2 separate regions of the Gossypium hirsutum genome follow, and region 2 is linked to region 1. A link is a contact called in public Hi-C data. All regions are on one chromosome and are shown on one strand. Each heading gives the region's core, a stretch centred on a gene start, on an enhancer-like site or on the middle of the called end of the contact. The rest is flanking DNA. Distances are from core to core; before and after follow the strand shown. Region 1 has its middle 44 kb from the start of LOC121214139. Region 2 holds the start of LOC107922578 (zinc finger protein SHOOT GRAVITROPISM 5).

Region 1 (4,839 bases), core at 1,228-3,727:
GGAGTTTTTAAATTGCCTTTGTTTACAAAAACTTGCAACTTTTCGAATATTTTAACTTTGATATATTTAAAATTTATTTATTTTGTTTGGTTATGGAGTTCTTTCTATTAAGAGTTTTGTCCTCTCTATTTAAAAAATGAATAGTTTAATCTCTATACATTAGATTAAAGAGCAGATCAATTTTTTTGGTTAAAAATTGCATCCATTTATACTGATAAAAACTGATGCGGCTGATGAATTGATTAAATAATGACACATGATATGCCATGTGTACCTCATGTTGACATACACTTACTAATTTATAATAGTAGAAATGGATGAAATTTTTAACATAATGATCAATTTACTCTTTGATCTAATATACAAAAATTTATAAATAAAAAAAATATAACCCAACCTTAATATAAAGACCTTAAATAATTACTTTGAGCGTTGACTAGCATCATTAAATTAATGATGGAGGTGGAAAAGTAGACATGTGATAATCAAAATCACCAAGCTAATATACAAATTATTTAAAAATATCCATTTATAAAAGAATATTATTATTTTTTCGATATTTTTTAAATTGATATACCTTTAACTTATTGAAAATTTTTATATATTTTAAAAAAGTGTTGGTGGATACCAATTTATTAACTTAGAAAAGTGAAATACTACAAAACTAGTTTTGTATGCATGCATTTTATATTTTAGAAACCGAAAGAACATCTTTTTGGTCTAGTTTGTCATAAAATCCATTTTTTATATATTATTTCTACTCTCTGTAACAATAATAATAATCACCATAAAATACACAATTTATTAAATTACTTCACTATGATAATCTTTTGTTTTAAATTTTAATAATAGTAGTTACATTATTAGGTAAAATAAGATATAATAAATTTTAGTTAAGATATTATTTTATTAAAATGTTCAAATTTTATATAAAAATATTAATGTTTTTTATTAAAATAAATGAAGTTACATTTGTAAATATTATTAAATATATTATCTAAATCTCATTAATTAATAATATTTTTGATATAATAATTTTTTAATTTTAAAACTTCACAAAATTTAAATATAATCTAAATTTTAAATGATGTTATAAATGTGTTAGATGTTGGTGGGTATCAACCACCTCTCTATAATATCTAAAATATTGACAAATTGTTATAGGAAGAGCTGAATGTATCTATTGGAGGTGTTATTAATTATAACTAAAAAAAATAAGAATAAATTAAACAAATTTGTGCACCATTGTTTGCTGGAGGTCTGGGTATTAGGAAGATCAACACCTTCAATGATGCCCTTCTCACCAAAATTTCATGGCACATAATGACTGATCACAATTGTTTCCTCACAAAGATTCTAAGAGCCAAATACTAATCTCCCTCTTGTTGATACTATTAAATTGTCTGTCCCAACATTTTAAGTTCATGCTTCTACACTCCCCAGCATCAATATTTTGGATCAAGAGAAATCTCTCAATATCGTCGTCAATCATGATTGGGCCTCTGACCTCCGCAGCAGGACCCTTTCGATACAGGGTGGTAAAAACAAATTTGTATGGAAATTTAACTTTAACGGTCGCTTTTTTGTGAAGAGTGTTTATGCCTGTGAGTGTCAATTTAATCCTTCAACTTCTGCAGCCTCACCCTCTAACAAAGCATAGACTAATCTATAGAGGCTTAAACTCCCTTACAGTATTACCATCTTCCTTTGGAAAATATGCACAAATTGCCTTCCAACCAAGGAGCTCTTCTCAAGACGCCTTTCCGATGATGATAACCTCCGTGTGTTTTGTTTTGTTTTTTTTTTTTTTTTTTTTTTTGCAAAGATGGCAGGGAATCCATTAAACAACTCTTCCTTGAATGCAGTTTCGATCGAGCAGTGGTTTGGTTCTTCTCTTGTCCTCTTATCCGACTCTCTCCGAATTTCTTCTCTATCATCCTGGTTTCTTCAGTGGCTCAACTCAAACAACATCAGCTCCATCGATTCAAAGAATTTTTACACTTATGCAGCTTGCACTCTCTGGATAAATTGGAAATCAAGGAATAAACTCATTTTCAGAATGGTCGATCATTCTCCAGCAAGGGCAGTCATAAGGACCCAAAATCTCCATGATTCCATAATGAAAGCCTTTCCCATTAACAACTTGCAAAGCCATCAGTTAAGAATTCCAAGATCGGACCTTATTGATAATCCTGTCTCAGAATGGGCACTCTCTCTTTGCATTGTTTATTGCAGGCGAAATAGCATGAGTGGTGGAGCAGTTATCGCCCAAGACCACAGAGGCTCTCAACTCTTATCCATTCGAAGCTACAAGTTTGCCAGCAAAATACAAGCCAGACTTGTCACTCTTCGGTCTATCCTTATTATACTAAAAGATCATAATATTTTTATGTGCGGGTTCTCTGGAAGTGACCAAAAAAAAGAAAAAGGCTTAATATCATAAATGAGGTACAAAAGTAGAATGGATGGTCCAACCAGCTTATGATGATATCAAACATCTCTTCCAATTCGTCCGAGTTCAAGATGGGCCCATGGATAATATCCATTTATCTTGGGATTCATGTGCTTCAACGACTTGTATTAATTTTCCATTGCCTTAACCCCCCATGTTTTGTAAAAAATAAATAAGTAAAAAGATACTTAATATATTTCTTTGCAAAAATCACTTTACGCTTTTACCAATTTAGCACCTTTTTCATCTATAATCAATAACTTTAGTTTTAAAAAAAATTCCCAAATGGGATATCTGTTTAACACCTATCATGGGTTATAATTTGAGGGCTGGCTGGCTTCTGGCTCATTGGATAAGTAGATGAGTTTTTCTTTTCCTTTACACAATAATAAATAGCATAATGTTTATCTGTTGAGAAGGATAACACAAATTTCAAATACAGATAATAAAATAAACCTGAAAAATATCAAAAAACAGTATGTCTAATCAAGCAAAATTGAGGAAAAAAAATTAGCCACATGTTAATCCATGTGTCTTGATTCAGTGCTCTATTCTTCTTTTCTCGTACACACTATTTCCCTTAAAATTTACATGCAAAATATCCTTTAACGATAAAATATTATTATTATTATTATTATTTGTTCATTAAGCTGGTTTTGATAGGTCTTTTCTCTTTTCTAATATGTTTTCTTTATTGATTTATTGAGATGCTGATTTTGTATTTTTAAATTTTCATTTTTGAATGTTAAGAAGTCTATATATTTGTTTGCATGATTAAAATTTTTTTCCACCTATTAGATGTAATTTTTCATATTTTTCTTATAAAATAAAATAAACAAATTTGAAAATTATCCCAACTATTATCTCTGGCTTGGGGCTTGTATACTGATTATAAATACCATCTCAAATATATATATATATATAACACTTAGGTTAGATTAGAAAAAGTATATGGTACGTGGGAAATTAGTTTTTAGATTTCATCTTTTTATTGTTGTGTTCATAACTTTTATCATTTTTTTTATAATTGATTTAATATATAATAACAATTTAGGTTGATTATATGTAGATTTTGGCGATGGTAAAAGATAGTTCTTCAAAGAGACATAGAAATGAATCGTCATTTGAATCAATAAACTTGTTTAATATAGATCCTTATTTTGTAACATAGGTTTTATTATAACAAAGTCTTGTCATTATTTTTTTTAATTTCATAATTTAGGATTGTTTTCTATAATTATAAACTTACTTTTATGATTACAGTGTTGATAAGGATGATCTTTCTTGAAGAAGAAGGATAATTGAGTCTAGAGGTTTCTACAAGACAGAGCTGAAAAATTATCAATCCTTTGATATTATTTCAAATATCTCAAAAAAATGTTCTAAATAATTTAAAATTAATGTAATTTAATTAACTTTTGAAAAATGTTATTTTAACTAAAATACTCATTTTAATTGTTTTGTAAACATTATCCAAGATTGCAACTTAGATTTTGTTTAGAGAATATGCATCAACATCATAAAAAGATAGAATTGAAATTAATACCAAGATGTGCAGTATGTTGCTCAAACTAAAAAACACAATAAGCAGAATGAATATGTTTTTGTTATTTAGGTTTCCTAAGATTATTACCCTTTTTGCATCATACATTTAAAATAACTTAATCCTTTTTCATTTCCATTATATACCTTATTTATTATATTACATTATATTAAAAAAAAACATTTCATATTCTGTTTTATCAATTCCAAATAAATTCCATTAATTATTTCATAATAGTTTTATTTATTATTAAATATAATACGACGCTTCACATTCCGTTAAAATCAAATTTAAAATAAAAATTACTGTCAATTATTTTATGTTCTAAATATTAGTTATAAATTTTAACTTAACTTGGTACAAATTGGACCTATCAAATTTCTCATTTAAAATATTTCTGCGAATTAAATATGCATTGTAAATAAAATATTTATTAACTATAACACACTTTTGAAGCTAATTTTATTCATGCATTACAATAATAATCCATGCATTACAATAATAAATTTTATTCATATTGTTTATAAAATTTATTAAAAATATAAAATAATTTAATATATTTAATAATTTAAATATAAAATAATTTGAATAACTCGATTTGTTTAACTCGGAATTCGATTTTTTTTTATATTTTTCGAGTCGATTCGAGTTTTGCTCACCCCTATGCCAACTAATCTAATCCAATTCAAATATCATTGCTTATTATGACATCTAAATTTGTATAATTTACTTTTACTCAATTTTTTGTCAAATAAAAATATATTTCCATTTAAATAATATGTACCCAATTTAACATGGTGTATCACATTAAAATTGCAAGTATTGCAGAATATAATTACTTATA
Region 2 (4,839 bases), core at 1,609-4,108, 210 kb before region 1:
AAGTATAACGAAAACCCATCGTGAGCTGCTGAGCAAAAATACAACTTACAAATTTTGTGAGCCTCAGCCTGTTTTTCTTTTTCCTTTTTATCTTACTTTAGTAGGAAAACCCATCATAGAGAGTTCTATTCTCAATTTATGGTCTAATCCGGTTCAACTTTAAATATAGTCAGAACTTGTATATCTCGAAATATATTGTAACAAAACATATATGTCAGTGCCTAATCTAGGATTATTCAATAAGTTTCACACACACACACACACACACAAGTATATATAAGGCTTAGGCTAGTGGCTAGAAGAATAATCTGAAATGATTGGTTACTCTCCAAGCTTTATGATGGGATTCAGCATATTTGAAGTCAAGCGGACGATAAAAATGTGCCCTGATGTTTAAAACATTCACATGGCATACCTGCAGGTGTAGCAGTGCAATAAGCGGTTGAGAAAATCTCAAGGCATGACCATTTGTTCATATATCTTATATAGATACTGTACGTCACACTGCATTTAATTAAATTGCAATGTCTACCCCCCCCCTTTTTTTTCTATTAAACAAATGAAGATATAGTAAATCGATTCAAGAACTGCTTAAAACGACCATTTTCTTCTTCTTTTTCTTATATCAAATCCACGATAGTGGTTAGAATAAGTGAAGAAAAACTAGTTGACAAAGCAAAGAAAAACTCAACATGCAGATCAAAGAACAAAGAGATTTAAGGGCTAATGGGGGTTGATCATTTATCATTGCATGATCAACTTGCCGTCACTCTCCTTCCCCTTCTGTTGTGGCCGAAGACATGTAACTCATAGCAAGTGAGGTCTCATCATCTGGACCAGCAGCTGTTGATGTTTGGAACTGATGCTTGCAAGTTTGACAAGTGATCTGCATGATTGTAGCACTTATCTTCTTTGTGGCTTGATCTTTCAAGGCTTGAGCTTTCTCCAGTTCACCTTGCGCTTGTTGCCTTATCCTCTTTGCACTAGCGAACTCAAGCTCAGCCATCTCGATCTGCCTCTTAGCTTCTTGTCTAGCCTTTTCGGCGTAGGCCTTCTCGGCCATGGCCAACTTTAGCTGCCCACTTGCGAACTCTTTCAACCTAGTAGCTTCCAATGTCGTTTCACTTGCATTCTTTTCACCACCGTCGTTGGACCCTATCGATAGCTTCAAATGTGTAGCGTACTCCTCATCTGAATCCCTCGAGTTAGCGGTTGATGAAGGTAGAAGTTGAAGTTCAAGATTGTGTTGCAGTTGTTGGCGCTGATGGTCTGAACCAGACACACGCTTGTACAAGAAAACAGGCTCCGTTGATTTTGTTATCGGCAATCCATGCAATGGGGCGATGCTAAAGTTGGCATCGCTTGAAGGACTAGTGCTTGAAGCCGTTCGAGAGGAGCAGGCTGCTGCAGGTTGCAGCTGCGCCTGCAACTCAGGTTGAACTCGTCGAATGGTGCAAGCATCTTGGTGTTCAATGAAACTCTCCACCCTGAAACGACACAGATTAGATGAGAATTTGGACTGTTCCATTTTTAAATAATCAAGTTTGGATTATACAGACTAAGTCAAGGAAGCAACCAAGTCCTCTTCATGTAGGGTTAACGAGGAACAAAGCAATATAAAATTGACTTTAGTTAACTATAGGTCGGATTATGAGACTAGGTTTCCTGTATTAAAATACTAATTAAAAAATGAACTGGGGTCTGAATTCTAGTGTCTGTAAACGACTATTTTGCGTGTAATTGGGTTTTAATTAAGTAAACAAACAAAAACATGTTATGGGGAATAGGGAAGAGGAAATCAATCTTGGATTTCGTTTTTTAGGATAATTTTGAGGGTATTTTTAGGGTTTGAATGTGGAAAAAAATTGAGAGGAAAGAGGAAAGAGGAGGTTGTATTTTGGGGGTATGAAGAAGTGAAGTGAGAGTGACCTGGAAAAGACACGGCCACAGTCACAAGAATGGCCTCGGGTGCCACAAGTCTTGAGATGAGCCTTGTAATCAGACTGAACAGCGTAACCTTTAGAGCATTTCTCGCAAACCCACTGTTTCTGATTGCTGTGTTTCCGCCGGAAATGTTTCTTGATGCCAACCAGATCACCTAAAGCATGGCAAGGGTCATGGTGCAAGCAGGTTGGCTCGGGGCAAACGAACACCCTCTTCTTCACCTCTTGTGATTCCCTTTTCAGCAGCTTCCATGGCACCTTATGCCTTCTCCTATGCATTTGCAGGTTCTGGTCTCTTTGAAACCCTTGGTTGCAGATCTCACAAACATATCTATCCGATTCCAGCAACGTTTTTGGAGATAAAGAAACCACCTCTGCATCAGGATCTACAAACACAAAATCAATTCAATTATGAACAAAACAAAAAACAGAAGAATAGGGTATTAAACTAATGAATTAAAACATATAAGCTAGTACAACCTGGGGTGCCTGCTGGCTTTCTTTTTCTTTTATGGGTGGCCCCATTTTCCAAAGGAGTGAGGGGATCAGAGGAGGAAGATGGAAGGGGTGCAGCAGAAATTGAAGAGTTGTTGTCTAACATAGTGATGGTTGCAGTTCACTATATGTGTTGTGTGGGTGATGGAGTTTGAAGTGAAAAAACAAATCAATCAATCTTGCTTTAGCTGTACAGGTGGTGGAGGGCTTGGCTTGGAGTAGCTAGTGGGGGAGGGGAAATTCAGCTTTACTGATAACACTACACAAAGGAAAATGGGGATCAGAGAGAGAGGGAAGGGAACATGGAGAAGAAGAAAAAGCTATTGCTTTCTGCCATCAACTTTCTTTCTTTTAAGCTTTATTTAAAAAAAGTTTTCTTGGTTTTGCTGTTTCAATTAGACCCCCACCATGAACAGGTAAGGTTGAGGCAAGTCTTACTTATAAAGCTCCTTTGAATGAGAGAGAGGAGAGGGGGCTGATTCAATCACAAATGCTTGTGTTTTGGGGGCCCACACCCACATAATAACACACAGGCATTTGGACAGGAACAAAAAATCATCCCCACAACAAAACAAACTGTCATTATTCAATCACACAGTAATTTGCATGAATTTATTTCTTTATTATTCATATATTATTCCTATTTGTATATATGAATAGGAACTGCAGGCCACACCTCCCTTCCATTTCCACCTGACCTTTTTTTTTTCTCTTTTCATTTCCCTTTTGTGAGAAAAAGTTGAGATGTAAATCTTGGGGGGGGGGGTGAAAATGGATTATTTGTTTGATTAAGCAAAATTTAACTAAAACCCTAAATTAGTACTGTTTTCTTTCAGTTTTTCTAAAGATGAGGGAAACAAGATTTGTCACTTTCAAGAAGGTTGTAATCATTTCTATAAGAGAATTTTTTTTTCTCTCTTTTTCTTTTACTTATTTAAAATCTCCTCCCCATCCTTCAAAATTTGCCCTATTCCTCATTATGTAACTCTTTCTCCAATAAAGAAAAAAGGATATTGGAACCCTAATAATTCTATTTGCCAGAAAGTTACTGTTTTATCACTCAGCTAATGAGCTCAAAAGAGTTATTGTGGTAGATACTGATTTTGCCTATACATATAAAAAGTTGAAAAAATAAAGTTTTGAATGAAAAGTATTTGAGCTAAAGATAGAATTACAGTGATGAAATTCAACTCAATTGAAGTACGTATCTACATTGTGATATTAAATAACAATATTATATATAAGATCATATTGGCTCTGTATATGAAATGGGTTTGCATGGGTTCCAACAAACACTCTTATTCTTTTATCATAAAACATCGTTAATTATCATCATGGAATTGTGTAAACCCTATAGATGATGATAATGGTTTAAATAACATATCGATAAATATTAACAGAATCTTTTTTACTACCCCACTTATTCAATCAACATTTTAATTCAATTATCAAATAATGTGTTTGAATTACTTTCTTTAATGATAACTTGTTATAACAATATTTCATTATAATAATCAAAATTTTAGTAGAATCAACTTTTATATTTTTATTTTAATCATTTAAAACAATTCACTTATAACCAGAGGGGAAATCATAAAATTTTTTTAGGGGACCAAAATTAAATTGTAATTTTTACTATAGTAAAAATATAATTTATCATTTTAATAGCCTATATCTTTATATTTTTTAAAGGATTAAATCAAATTTTTATCATTTTAAGGGGTCAAGGTGTAATTTTACCTTTACTAATTTAAAATTTTAAAGGGCCTAAATGAAAAGTTTTCCATATTGGGGGAGATCGGGGCTCGTGCCATCCCCACAATAAGCATAGTTATGAAGTACATTTCTTTTATTAAATTACTTCTTTATAACAACATATTATTTAAAATTTTAAGTAATATTATAATTTTTATCATATAAGCAAGTCTATTAATTATAATTTATTAAATAAAAATGATCTTAATTAAAATATTATTCCAATAAAAAAATTTAAATTTTACATGGAAAAATCTATTAATCATATTTTATTAAATGAAAATAATGTTCAATGAGTGAAATTAAAAATATTAATTCAATAAAATATTAAGTTTTTTAATTAAATATTTTACAATGAATTTAGAACATCAAAAACTTATAAATTGATCTCATGCCTGCAACATAATGCTCTCCTGTATATATTTTTTAAAGATAGATAACTTATACTAATTAATTAAACTCGTTAGTTTTATAAATTTCATAATTAATTATGTGAAAGAATGTAAAATAAAATATGCATAAAAGTAATAAATTTGCACATGCTATACACATTTTAGTTTTGTTGATTTGATTCTTACTTTGTTTCTTTTTTGAACATAATTCTCACTTACTTTATATGGTATGATATGGTAAGTTTACAATAATT

The links. A called contact is a pair of places that touch in the nucleus more often than the background predicts.
Region 2: a Hi-C map of leaf shows a contact between it and region 1, with 3 times the contacts expected there. The contact joins the promoter of LOC107922578 here to the enhancer-like site in region 1. A contact is called at or near these places in 17 of 34 Hi-C or Micro-C datasets (anther, callus, cotyledon and 4 more).

The regions. Positions count from the first base shown.
Region 1 is chrD01:42,090,054-42,094,892 of Gossypium_hirsutum_v2.1, reverse strand. No RefSeq gene overlaps it. Among protein-coding and RNA genes, the nearest start is that of LOC121214139, 44 kb to the right of the region's middle. Within about 2 kb of position 2,477, at least 2 of the 9 cell types and tissues checked have an H3K27ac peak or open chromatin away from gene starts, as enhancers often do. A contact at or near this core is called in leaf, where this site is marked.
Region 2 is chrD01:42,300,186-42,305,024 of Gossypium_hirsutum_v2.1, reverse strand. LOC107922578 (zinc finger protein SHOOT GRAVITROPISM 5) reads right to left here and starts at 2,858. Exons shown (of 3, transcript XM_016852668.2): 1 at 2,424-2,858; 2 at 1,930-2,329; 3 at 580-1,487. The coding sequence starts at 2,544. The coding sequence ends at 767.